2 separate regions of the Rattus norvegicus genome follow, and region 2 is linked to region 1. Evidence: chromatin contacts called from public Hi-C data. All regions are on one chromosome and are shown on one strand. Each heading gives the region's core, a stretch centred on a gene start, on an enhancer-like site or on the middle of the called end of the contact. The rest is flanking DNA. Distances are from core to core; before and after follow the strand shown.

The links. Hi-C and Micro-C count contacts between places; a contact is called where the count stands out from the background.
Region 2: a contact with region 1 is called in a Hi-C map of the A7r5 cell line, with 2.2 times the contacts expected there. The contact joins two enhancer-like sites. A contact is called at or near these places in 6 of 12 Hi-C or Micro-C datasets (the A7r5 cell line, the Rat2 cell line, Schwann cells and 3 more).

What each region holds. Positions count from the first base shown.
Region 1 is chr20:9,790,583-9,796,973 of GRCr8, reverse strand. No RefSeq gene overlaps it. Among named protein-coding and RNA genes, the nearest start is that of Cryaa, 8.9 kb to the right of the region's middle. Within about 2 kb of position 1,338, at least 11 of the 93 cell types and tissues checked have an H3K27ac peak or open chromatin away from gene starts, as enhancers often do. A contact at or near this core is called in the A7r5 cell line, where this site is marked.
Region 2 is chr20:9,831,637-9,838,516 of GRCr8, reverse strand. No RefSeq gene overlaps it. Among named protein-coding and RNA genes, the nearest start is that of Cryaa, 50 kb to the right of the region's middle. Within about 2 kb of position 4,741, at least 12 of the 93 cell types and tissues checked have an H3K27ac peak or open chromatin away from gene starts, as enhancers often do. A contact at or near this core is called in the A7r5 cell line, where this site is marked.

The sequences.
Region 1 (6,391 bases), core at 89-2,588:
CAGTCTCTGCCTCCAGGTTCCGGCATTGACTTCCCTTCATGGAGGGCTACAACCGTAACCTGGAGAAAGCCCTCTCTTACTTGGCCGTGGCGTTTATCACAGCAATCGAAACCTGACCAGGACATTCCCCAAAATAAGGCTTTGTCCAGTCTGCCTCACATGGTATGGCAGGCACGGGGGCTGTGTGGTCGTGGTGGCCGTATGCCACCCCCGCTCACTCCTCCCTAGGACCGGGACTGCCGCCCTGAGGAAAGACAAGAAGGCTCTGAGCAGGCAGGGGCTGTGGCAGCCTGGGCCAGCTTCTCTCCCAATGCTACTTCTGGGTCAGCTCTTCCTCCCTTGTCAAAGAACCACAGGGAATCTGGGGATATTTCCTCTATGCGTTGCCACCTGCAGAAACTCCAAGGACACCCATCCTTACCCTGCATGAAAAGATGGGAGCCTACATCCCTGCTCCACCTTTCCTGGTCAAGCCAAGCCTCCAGCCAAAAGCCTTAGGTATCCTTGACTCCCAAGAACCTTTGGGGTCTAGTTACGAAGCTCCTCACTTGACTCGGTTTCCCGATGGCTGCCAAGAGGACCGCATGGAGAAGGCTGAAATTTGGTAAGGGTATGCCTTCCTGCCTTCTTGCCTTCCTTACTTTTGATCAGATAGCAAGGGCTAGCCTCCAGTTCTTTATGTAGCTGAGGATAGCCTTGACTTCTTGTTCGCCCTAATTCCCTCCCAATAGATTACAGGCATGTGCCAGTAGCCTGGGTTTATAAGAAGCTGAGGACAAAACCCACAGCCTTGTGCGTGTTAGGCAAGCCCTCAACCAGCTGAGCCACATCCCTGGCCCTGGTGCCAATCGATGTAAACCCCTCCCACTTTCCCTTACCTTTACCCCCCCCACACACACACACACACATCTTCCTGGGAAGATGTACCCAGAAACTATGCACACTACAGAGGTTCCCAAAAGACCCCACTCCAACCCAGCCCTTCAGCCCTGCCTCCCCTCCCAGTGCTCAGGGCCAGCCAAAGCCACTGTCTCTGCCATATGGCAGAACTGTGGAAGAGTAACAGGGACCCTAAGTACTATTCAAGGTCATGTTTCCTTCCTGGAAGAAACTGCAGGGTCCCTGTCCTCAGGGGAAGCTCTCTTACATTCGTGGGTTCCTGGAACAAGTGTCAGGGCCAGAGGGTGGCGATACCCCAGGCTAGGTCAGAAGTTGCCTTTAAGCCTGTTAATAGGTGAGTCATGGGACGGACGCTAAACCGGGATCATCTGTGGGTGTGCACTGTGAATCTCCATAGAAACATCTAGAACAGAAACACAGGCTTTTCGTGCATCAGAGTGCAGCTCAGTCCATGGGAATCAGGAGTGGGTGGCCCCTTGCTGACCGCCTCGAGCAGACGTGTCTACGGTCAGCTCTGCAAAGAATCCTGAGGGCGGGAAAACAGGCTGGGCTGCTTTCGTGGTTTGTTGATTTTTTTTTTTTTTTAAGTGCACCACGAGCCATTTGTTTTAATTTACTGAATAAATCTTGAAATTTTTCTCGAGAGAATAAAGGAACTGGGGCCGGAAAAGGTGCCTCGGCAGTTAAAAGCACTTGGTGCTCTTCCAGAAGACCGGGATTCGATTTCCAGCACCCACACAGCGACTTACAACCATCTGTAACTCCAGTTCCAGAGGATCCAACATCCTCTTCTGGCCTCTGCCCAGTCCCTGGCACACATGTCGTGCAGGCAAAAACACTCAAAGAATAATACGATAGATAGTAAGTTTTTAAAAGAATAAATGAACTTAGAGCCCTTGACTTCCTGAACCACTTAGTGTGCTCCTGGCTCAGCCAGCTGAAGGCCTGGGGCTCTCCACCCTATACTTTTATAGGTCTCAAGTTTCTTCATCATTAAAATGTGTTGATATATGTCCTCGGACAGCTGGGGCTTCCTGGGGAGGGCAGGCACAATAGAGAGAGCTCCAAAGGCAAACTCGGGGACACTAGGGACTTGTGAGTGATCTCCTGTTCTCAGAAAGATATGACTTACTTCTAATATCCAGATCCAAATGTGTAACCTTATATGGAAATGAGTCTTCACCGAAATGACTGAGTTAAAGATGGAGTCATGGGGCAGGAGAGATGGCTCAGAGGTTAAGAGCACTGACTGCTCTTCCAGAGGTCTTGAGTTCAATTCCCAGCAACCACATGGTGGCTCACAACCATCTGTAATGGTGCCCTCTTCTGGTGTGTCTGAAGACAGCGACAGTGGATTCATAAAATAAATTAATCTTTAAAAAAAAAAAAAAAGATGGAGTCATTATATCCTGAGTCAATTGACCTTGAGAAGAAGTGGGAGCAGGGACCGATGGGAAGAACCACAGCAGAGGGTAGCAGAGGCTGGGCCATGCTTCCTGATCCCAGAGTGGAAGTCACCTCAGAAGGAGCTTGAAGTATCGGAATGTTAACTTTGGATTTTGCTCCTCTCAGTTCTTTTCTGTTTCCAACCACTGACTCGTGGCCATTTGTTGAAGAAGCGTGGGGCACGCAGGGACCACTGATGGGCGGGGCTCACTGAAAGCCAGCCCATAGCAGCCACCCAGAACACTGATGGGCGGGGCTCACTGAAAGCCAGCCCATAGCAGCCACCCAGAACACCGATGGGCGGGGCTCACTGAAACCCAGCCCATAGCAGCCACCCAGAACACCGATGGGCGGGGCTCACTGAAACCCAGCCCATAGCAGCCACCCAGAACACCGATGGGCGGGGCTCACTGAAACCCAGCCCATAGCAGCCACAGGCGAATAGGTCCGTAGAGCAAGCAGGGAACTCAGAGAGACAGCCCGGAGTTCACATGCCAGACACTGAATTTAATTAACTCAGTTTTACATCACATAATAGGCAAGGGTTCAGTAGCGACCTGGTGGGGGTTCCTGAGTGGGTCCACGCGAAGAATACCAGCTCTGTCCCACTCCAATTCACCCAGCAGCCCACACCACCACCATTGGTTGATGCTGGTCACTGAGCGTGCTCTCTGCTTCTGCACAGCCATAAGGATGTGGCACCAGGGTTTTAGCATAGAGCCTCCACATCCCTACAAGCTGGAAGTGGAATCTGGGGTGTACTGTCTTCTCACCTAGCCCTCCAAGTCTAATGTGCCCTTCTGCAAGGAGCTAAGGGCATGATGTGGGGCTCAGACGAAGAATAGGAATCCCCTCCCCTAACTCCACACAGCCCCTCCTTCCCAGTGACCTTCAGATGCCCTTGAACCTAAGGGAGAGGTACTATTCTCAGTGGAAAAACAAAATCTGTGTGTCTATCTGCATCAAGTTCAAGTACGAACTGGCACAGAAGGAAGCTAACACGAGACAGGCACATAACAGAGGCCAAAGCATGGCTGTGTGTGCCTAGGTGTATGTTATGTGTTTGTGGGGTGTGTGTGTGTGTGTGTGTGTGTGTGTGTGTGTGTGCTATGTGTTTGTGGTTGTGTGTGTGTGTGTGGCAAGTGTTTGTGTGTATGTGAATGTATGTGTGTGTGCTGTGTGTTTGTGCTATATTTGTGGTATATGTGTGTATGTGTGGTATGTCTGTGGTATGTGTATGTGGTATGTTCGTGGTGTGTGCATATGTTATGCTATGTGTTTGTGATGTGTATGTGTGTGATGTGTTTGTGGTGTGTGTGGCATGTGTTTGTGTGTATGTGCATGTATATGTGTGTGTGCTGTGTGTGCTGTATTTGTGGTATATGTGTGTATGTGTATACGTGGTATGTTTGTGGTGTGTGTGTGTGATCTGTTTGGGGTGTGTATATGTATGTGTGTGATGTGTTCGTAGTGTGTGTCTGTGGCATGTGTTTGTGTGTATGTGCATGTATATGTGTGTGTGCTGTGTGTTTGTGGTATGTGTGTGTGTATATGTGTGTGGTATGTTTCTGGTATGTGTGGCATGTGTTTGTGTGTATGTGCATGTATGTGTGTGGTGTGTGTTTGTGGTGTGTGTATATATGTGTGTGGTATGTTTCTGGTGCGGGTGGCATGTGTTTGTGTGTATGTGCATGTACGAGTGTGCAGAGTGAGTTTGTGGTTTATTTGTATTTGGTGTGTTTGTGGTATATACATGTGTGTATGTGTTTGTGCGCAGTGTATTTTTGTGGTGTTTGTGTGTGTGGTGTATTTATGGCATATGTATGTGCGGGTTGTTTTGGTATGTGTATGTATGTGTGTGTGCAGTATGTGGTGTACGTTTGTAGTACACGTTTGCACATGTGTGTCCGCGTATGCATTCTTACATGCCTGTGATATGACGCCTGTGTGCCTGCATGTTTTCCTTTCTGTTCTGCTCTCATGATGACTGCCTGCACACACAGGCTTGTGCCCCGCCTGCCTCTCAGTAAACTCAATCCTCAGCCAGGAATCTTGGAAGAAATCCCATGTCCTTGGGGCTCTCAGCCTCTCAACTAACAACAGCAGCCCCCATCCCCCTGCTGTGGGAGGGAGAAGCAGAGGCTGAGGGACCTCCTAACAGCTGCAGCCTAGGGCAGCATGAATGGGGCTCCCCTCTCAAGCTTCCAGAAGTGAGAGACCTGGGGGGGAGAGATAGAGGTTAGGAGTGGGGAGTTCTACCCTGCAGAGAAGGCTGGTGTCCTGAGGCAGCCTCCAACACTTCCTTAGTGCCTTTCCTTGTAAGCTGGGACTGTTCCACATAGGACCATAGGTCCCTGAGCCGGCTGACATTGACGACAGCAAGCACAGTCAGGCGGACAGAACCTATGATCACAACACGTGTTAGCTGAGGCTGCCTCGTAGGCCCTTCTCTCCCAGCCTCCCAGCCCCCACGCCTCCCAGCCCCCCACATGGGTCTCTGCAGCGTGGCAGGAAGGAAGCTGTTCTGGTTGCCTCTGCCAGAGGCTTCCCAGGAAGAAGCTATAACCCCTGGGGCCTAGCCGGCTCACAGCTCGCGTCATTGCGCGCTGGAGCTGCAGCAGAGAGAGCAGGCCAGCACGATGCTGACCTTGTTAGGCGACCTCCCCTTCCAAAGATCGGTCCATCAGGCTCATTATGAAGAAACACCACGGGGTCTCCAGCTCAGGTTCTCTGCTGGACCAAACTCCTGGGGCCAGGGCCATCTCCTACAGTTCCTTGTCACACAGGCAGTGGTCCCCAGAAGCAGGCCCCGGATGTTTATTGCAACTAGTCTCCTAGTGAAGGTGACCCTTAAGGCTGGGTGTTTTTGAGTCGGTGCTCGCTACGGTCTTGTCTTTGAGGCAATGCCTCTTCTGCCATCTGGTGGCCATACAATGTACCACACCATGTTAAACTTGGTTGCTATTTCATAGCTGTAATTTTTCTACTGCTGTCTGGTCTTTCAACCTCCAGAGGGGTCACCACCCATATATTGAGCTTGACAGAGTCTGAGATTACTGGGGGGCAGGGAAGCGGGGAGGGAAGGGAAGAGTCTCAATTGAGTAATAATCTTTATCAGATTGTCCACTGTGGGCAGCACCATTCCTCAGGCAGGTGATCCTGGGCTGTATAAGAAAGTTAGTTGGGGGGTTGGGGATTTAGCTCAGTGGTAGAGCGCTTGCCTAGCGAGCGCAAGGCCCTGGGTTCAGTCCCCAGCTCTGAAAAAAAGAAAAAAGAAAAAAAAAGAAAGTTAGTTGGGGAGGAGGGGGGGAGAGTTGGGGATTGCAAGCATAAGGCCCTGGGTTTGGTCCTCAGCTCTGGAGGGACAGAGAGAGAGAGAGAGAGAGAGAGAGAGAGAGAGAGAGAGAGAGAGAGAGAGAGAGCGCTAGTTGGGACTGGAGCAACCACTCAGCAGTTAAGACCACTGGCTGCTCTTCCAGGGGTCCTGAGTTCAATTCCCACCAACCACATGGTGGCTCGCAGTCATCTGTAATGAGATCTGATGCCCTCTTCTGATGTGTTTGAAGACCTCAACAGTGTGCACATATGCACAAAATAAATAAATAATTTTTTTTTTTGGAGCTGGGGACCGAACCCAGGGCCTTGCGCTTGCTAGGCAAGCGCTCTACCACTGAGCTAAATCCCCAACCCCAAAATAAATAATTTTTACAAAAAAGAAAGAAAGCTAATTAAATGTGAGACTTGAAGCAAGTCAGCCACCCTCATCTGCCATGATCTCTGTTTCAAGTCCCTGCTTGATTTCCCACACCAACTCCCCTCAATGATGGACCGAGACCTGGAAGTGTAAATAGAAAAAGCCCTCCCTCCCCTAAGTCTCTTTTAGCCAGAGAGTTTTACTAAAGCTACAGAAAGAGACCTAGAACCATGAGGGTGGTCGTGGCGATGACATCATGGTGCTCTTGGTGATAGGGTGATGGCAATGACATCATCAGGTTGCTAGGTCTCAAACCTGAGTGCCTATTAATGTATCCAAATGGATGCTGTC
Region 2 (6,880 bases), core at 3,492-5,991, 38 kb before region 1:
AGATCACAGCCCTTGGGTATCTTTTTTTTTTGGTTCTTTTTTTTCGGAGCTGGGGACCGAACCCAGGGCCTTGCGCTTCCTAGGTAAGCGCTCTACCGCTGAGCTAAACCAGCCCCAGCCCTTGGGTATCTTATGTAGCTTTCCGAGAGGTACGTGCAACGGCTGGAAATGTTTGCAACCCGCCGCCAACATTCTTGGGTCCCTGAAGGGAGCTATCTATCTTCCACTGGAACTGTCCAGGAAGAGCCTCAGGCTGGAGAGAGTGAGCACAGGAACCAGTGTGTGTTTCAGAGCCTCCTCTGTAAAACGGGGTGATGACCAGCCTCATTCATTGCTTTGTGGGGAGCACAGTGACGGAGCCCCTTTGCAAGGTGGGAAAGGGTACGGACTGTTGGAGCCCTGCCTCCCAGTTTCGCAATAGGAAGACAAAGCAGAGGAGAAGGGTCAGTCTGAGCTTTCATACCCAAGACCCAAAGCCTCCCTTTGCAACACCCACACTGACGTCAGTAAAGTCTTGTAGACCAGAACTGGCTGGGAAAAAGCAGGGAGGGCCAGCCCAGGAGTGTAACTCCGACAGTGGGTGTGGCTCTAGGAAAAGGTGAAAGTGTGTAAAAATGGCTTCAGGGCTCAGCTAGGTCTCCCCAAACGGGCAGCATCAGTGGGCACCGTCACCTGCCCAAAACGAATCCGAGCTTCATGGGCTGCCTATGACGTGGTCCTTGCTGCGTGCAATGGCTCCCATTTCGCCTGAGTGGATTCTCAATAGCCATGGAGGCTAGCACTCATTTACAGGGTACTGAAATTGTTGCTGCCGGAGGACATGCGAGCTCACGTTTCCACCAACCCACGAACACACAACTTGGTTTGATACGTGCTCCGGTCTGAAGACACCTGTTGGTCCATGTTGCCGGGTCATTAGCACAGAGCCAGCTCACAGCGACACCTCCAGAACCCCACCTGAAACTGGTGCCTCTAACAGGGTTCTCTGAGTCACATGATCATGCATGCTCGGGGGAGGGGGGGGACACAGGACAGCTACAGCCTGGGGCCCCCCAAGTGCTAAATCACCACCATAGAGCCCAGAAATGCTAATCACGTGGCTCTAAATAGACTGGGGAAATATTTACACCATGAGCTAAGCAGGAATGTTTGGCCTCAGCAGGGAATGAGTGTCAAGCGTCACCATGGGGCTCAAGCTCGTCACCCCGGCTCCACAAAGCTGCGTGAGCACTGATTCCAAGTTACGGAAATCCTTTAGCAAGTGGCAAATTCGCTAACGGCCATGACGAGAACGGTGCGAGATCGGCATTCTGATGGCGTGGAACCCACCGCTTTGCAGCCCTCACTGGTCTCCCTGCTCTTGGCCTTGGTAGAAAAGCGGTGGTGGGGAAGATCCCGGAAGTTGCACACGCAGCAAGGACCTAGACGGTCCTCTTCACCTCACCCTCTCCCTGTTCCAGAAGGGGCTGTCAGGGAGAGGGAGGTCACTACCTTTGCTTTCCTGTGATGTGTCCCCCGCTGGTGCCCACCTCCAGCCCTGTTCATGAGCCAGTGGGCCTAAGTTGTTTCTCCTACGGCATAGCTTCGCCGCTGTGACCCCCGTGCTTCAGATGGGCAGGGTGGGGGCTTTGGGGTCAGCCAAGTTCTATTGCTTATTAGCCCCGGTGACCACCCACATCACAGAGGCCTGCTGGAAATTGGGCAATATGCTCCTGGCGTCCTCCTCACAGTACGGGATCTCCTTGTTTCAAACCAGGGTCCAGCCCAGGCTAGCCAGCTTCCTTGCGAGAGAGTGAGAGTGTTGGGGAAAGCCTGTTGCTGCCTTGAACTTAACGGAAGTATGAAAATTGATCCACCATAGCCCCAACCAGGCCAAAGGAGGGACAGAATCTCCCTGTCGTTCTGTGAGCAGCTGTATTTCTCTGACCCAGTGTGAAGGGAGACATAGGACAGTCAGACTCTCAGCAATCCTAGAGATTCATGCCAAGAAGACCTCAGAGAGACGGGGAGGTGGTCAGAGAGATGTGTATGGACGATTTTTTTTTAATTATTCTTTTTTTCAGAGCTGGGGACCGAACCCAGGGCCTTGCGCTTGCTAGGCAAGCGCTCTACCACGGAGCTAAATCCCCAACCCCGTGTATGGACGATTCATGTGGCCAGTAGCAGCCTGGCTCTGTAGCCTCCAGGAGGGTCTGAGGGACGTCCACAAAGTGAATTTCCCCAGAAGATTTTTCTTGAAGATTTATTTGAGGATGGAGAGATAGCTCAGTGGTTAGAGCACTGGCTGCTCTTCCAGAGGTCCTGAGTTCAATTCCCAGCAACCAGGTGGTGGCTCACAACCATCCGTAATGGGATCCGATGCCCCCTTCTGGTGTGTCTGAAGACAGCAACAGTGTACTCACATGTACAAGGCCTAACATCACTTCACTTTTTTTTTTTTACAAAACAGATTTATTTAAAATGTGTACAGTGCTCCGCCTGCATGTGTGTCTGCACACCAGAAGAGAACACCAGATTCCATTACAGATGGTTAATGAGCCACCATGTCGTTGCTGGGAATTGAACTCAGGACCTCTGGAAGAGCAATCAGTGCTCTAACCACTGAGCCATCTCTCCAGCAGCCCAGAAGAATTTTGACAGATACAAAACAGGAGTGAAGAACAAAAATGTCAGGTTTACCCTGGGAGGATGTGGGGGGCTCCAGAGGCCATCAGAGGACTGTCTGTGCTTGGTGGTGTCGGTCTTTAAATAAAGTGACCAAAGAAAGCCTTTTATGGTCACAGTTGGCCTCACGGCTTGAGGTAGCTCTTGTTCTTAATCAGACGACCTCGGGCATCCTGGCTGACCCCAGAGTCCACACCCTCCCAGCAGAGTTAATTATAACACATCCAGTAATCCCGAGGGTGGGCATCAAAGTCACACAGCTGTCAACCGGAGCTCACTGTTAAGTGGGCCACCAACACCCTGAGATTCTGCTGACACCGACATCCCCATTCCACAGTTGGGAAGGAGGTGCTTCAGGCTGTGGCAGATTCCAGACCAGGGCGTCCAACTGTGTGGGGCTCATTCCAGCAGGGGCCCTTAAGGGGAGCTGGGGTGGCCGGCTCTGTGGGAAGGCCAAAGATGAGGCCTTAGAAGGCGATTCTGGGAACCTGAACTCTCAGTGTCCGACCAAGACTGGGCCGTCCAGGGGAAGCCAAGTGGCCAGGCAGACAAGAGCAGTTTCCAGGGAGACACAACAACCAAGAAAGTCCTTACAGGGAAAAAGTGAGAAACTGCCCTTTTCCGGCCTGTAGGTTCGAGCGGTGGTGTGCCGGGAACACACAAGAGCTTCCTGAAGGACAGAGGTAGCTTTTTTTCAACCACACCCCTCAGGTTTGCCCCTTAAACCATGGCTTGTAGTGCTGAGCCTAGAGGCCAACTTCTGTGCCTTACCTTGACTCTGGTACTCAGCCTCTATAGTGGAGAATGAGCCTCCGTGAGCCCAAGACAAGGAGTCCCCTTCTCCCTGACATCCAGCTGCAAGCCTGTAGTGGTATTCTCAGCCAGGCCATGATACGGAAGCCCACAGAACAGTTTGTAGGCTTTGGGGGGCCCACAAACTGAATCCTGTTAGCCCCTGGGGGGCCCACAAACTGAATCCCGTTAGTCCCTGCATCTCCCCAGGTCCGCTCTTGTAAGCTTCTCTTAGTTTCAGCACCTTGAACACAGAGTGCTCTGTTTGGACTGTGTGACTCCAAGAGACTGGAGTAGTGGAGGGAGGGTCCAGACCATGGTCTCTCCATCTTGGACAGTGTTTACGTCCTCAGAGTTGGTCAACGGTAGCCACCGTGCTCACCTTCCTGCCCTGGTGGCCTTGGGACAGGGAAACCAAGTGAGAAGTCAGTATGTCGTACTGCAGTGACAGGATCCAAAAGTGTGCCTCCCCCTCCCCTAAGTATATTCGTTGATACCTAACCTAGTCCTAGGAATGGGCGCCACCCCCCAAGAAAGGAGGTAGGGTCTATGAACGTTAATCCTGACTGTTGACTTAATGGGATTTGGCGTTGCCACGGAGATGAGCATCTGGTTGTATCTGTGTTTTCGGACTTGATTAGCTGAATTAGAGAGAACCATTCTAAAGTGAGGTGGCATCCCCTAGGCTGGGGTTCCCAACCGAGCGCAAAGGAGAAAGAGAACTGAAGACCAGCATCTACCTCTGTTCCCTGACTGGCCAGCTACCTCACGTTCCCGCTGCTATCACTTCTCCTACCGGGACAGACTGTGTGCCCTCCAACTGGGAGCCAAAATAAACCCTTACCTACTGTAGTTGCTTCCTCGGTCTGCTATTTTGTTCACAGCCGTGAGAAAAATAATAAGCATAGGGCCCTAATAGAAAGGGACCCCAGAGATCTCCCCTTTCCCTTCACCCGGTCAGCACCCAGCAAGGAAATACTGTGTGTACCAAGAAGAAAGTCGCCCTCACCCGACACAGAACTTTTCAAGCATCCTGATATTGGGCATCGGTCTCAGAACAGTGAGTGAGGGACCAAGTTTTCCTCTGTGGCCTATTCACGGCGACTTTTGGTACGGCAGCCCAGATAGACTCCAGCAGACAGTAGCAGTAACAGCCCTTTCATTTTAAGGGACAGAACAGCTGCCTCTCCAACACAAGTTCCCTGTCACTCCACGGACCCAGACAGATCCTACAGGAGCATCAGGATCAGAGAGCTGCCCTCCCAGACTCTATTCCTGGAGCTCAGCTGCAGCTGACTCATTCCTCGCACCAGTGACCTGTCAACGTGTGGACGTACGTGACTCAGCCAGTGTCGCTTGGCCCAACCCATGTTACCTGCCCAGAGACCAGCTGGGTATCCCTTCCCCCAGGACAACCCCACCCTGCTCACTTAGCCTTAACCCAGATGCCCGCCCCAGCCTCCTCCCGCCATGCAGCCTCTGTTTCCCCAGCTCCCACCCTATTGCAAGATGAAGTAATCCCAGGAACCAGCAGGCTCAGTGTGGGACCAGAGCCAAAGTCCTAGTCACACAGGCATGGCAGGCCTAGACCGGCTTGCTGCACCCTCTGGCGAATAGCAAAATGGCAACACTGCCCCCTAGGGGATAGTCTCCCTGGCCAGCCCGATCTAGAAGAAGGGACTTTTTGCATGACCTCTGGTACACACACACACACACACACACACACACACACACACACACACACAACCTTGGGGACTCTTGGCAGCTCTTTCTCTGGGCCTCACCTCTTTGTCCTCAGGTACCTGAACCCTGGCACTGGCCCTCGGTGATGTTCTTATGGTGACTCTAAGCTTAGCCTCCGCACCCAGATATTGATGTCTACTCTGGTACCAGGGATTTTCTTGCAGCTCACAGAGACCTACCTAGCCCTCTGCTTGTTCATGTTTCTTCCAGACAAACGGTACCCATGAGCAGAGTGGCAGGCATGGGTTCGAAGCCCACCTTGACCAGGTATCCTATGCACGGGAGATACCAGTAGGCCAGGAGCGAGAGGCAGAGTGAGAGCCATACACGGACATATGGTGAATTCAGGGCAAAACGAGCCTAACTCTTCACACAACTACAGAACTGTGGAGTCAGAAGCCTGAGGCTGAAGCAGAGGCCTCCTTTGTTCCCTTCCCGCCTGAGGGCTTGAGGATCCTTCTGACACCCCGAGCCCAGAAGCAGCCTTTACAGCCTGCCTTGATTTTCAAGGAGCCTCCCTGCAGCTCGGCTGGCTGCCTAAAAATGTTCCAGGGCTGGCTCTTGAGCCACAGTGCCCTCAGTCCCCTCGGAGGTGTCTGTGGAAGTGGTGGGAGCCAGGTCCTTCCTCAGGGGAAACCCGGTGTGGCCAGGAACTCCCACCATTAGCCCAGGCTGGGAGAACACACTTAGCCCATGGTCTCTTGGAGAGCCGATTGGAGTGCTTTCTGCTGACTCAGCACACCCCTGGGCAGGGAGTCTCTTGGGAGCACCTCTACTGGGGCTCCAGACGGGACTGCAGACTCCAGAGTAGCTGGCAAAGCAACTCCAAGATTCGTCCATTTGTTCATCTCCTGCTAGGAAGTCTCGCCAGGCATAGCTGTGCTGTTGTGCAGTCTCTGAGGATGAGGCTCTGGGGTCTGCTGGCACTTCCAGTCAGCCTTTCTAACTGTCACATACGGGGTGTGGGACTCCACTCTTTTTTTTTATTTTATTTATTTATTTATCATATATAAGTACACCATGTCTGTCATGATGCAAAAGAGGGCATCAGATCTCCTTTACGGATGGTGGTGAGCCGCCATGTGGTTGCTGGGATTTGAACTCAGGACCTCTGGAAGAGCAGTCAGCGCTCTAACCACTGAGCCATCTCTCCAGCCCCAAGTCCATTCTTCCTATGTCCTCTCACCTCTTTTGCAGGGACGAACCTCCACAAAAGAGCTATTCAAGTTTATCTTTCCTTCTTACGTACACACGCCCCCAGCCTTGGCAAGACCCCAGAGGACAATACCAACGTGCTTGGAAGGACTGCTGACCTTTCAACACCTCCTGGTCACATCCTTCTCATAGACCTGCAGCGTTCTCAGATCTTGGATGGAATCCGCTGTCCAGACCCCAGGCTTTACACCCTTACCCACATTCCTCTCCTCTCAACAGCAGAAAGAGCTAACAGAAACAATGGCCTAGGTGGGGGTTGGGAGAAGGGCACAGCAGAGACTGCCACCAAGCTGGCCTGCTTCCACCATGGGAAGAAAAGCAAGCATGTATGTACATGGCTGATTGGTGACTGGGGACAGCGGGCATTTACTAAGTTGCTGTTCTGGGACAAGGGAACACAGAACTGGCAAGGGCAAGGCTAAAGGAAGGTGCTGTCACTCAAATGTGTTTGGCCTTGGCACCCTAT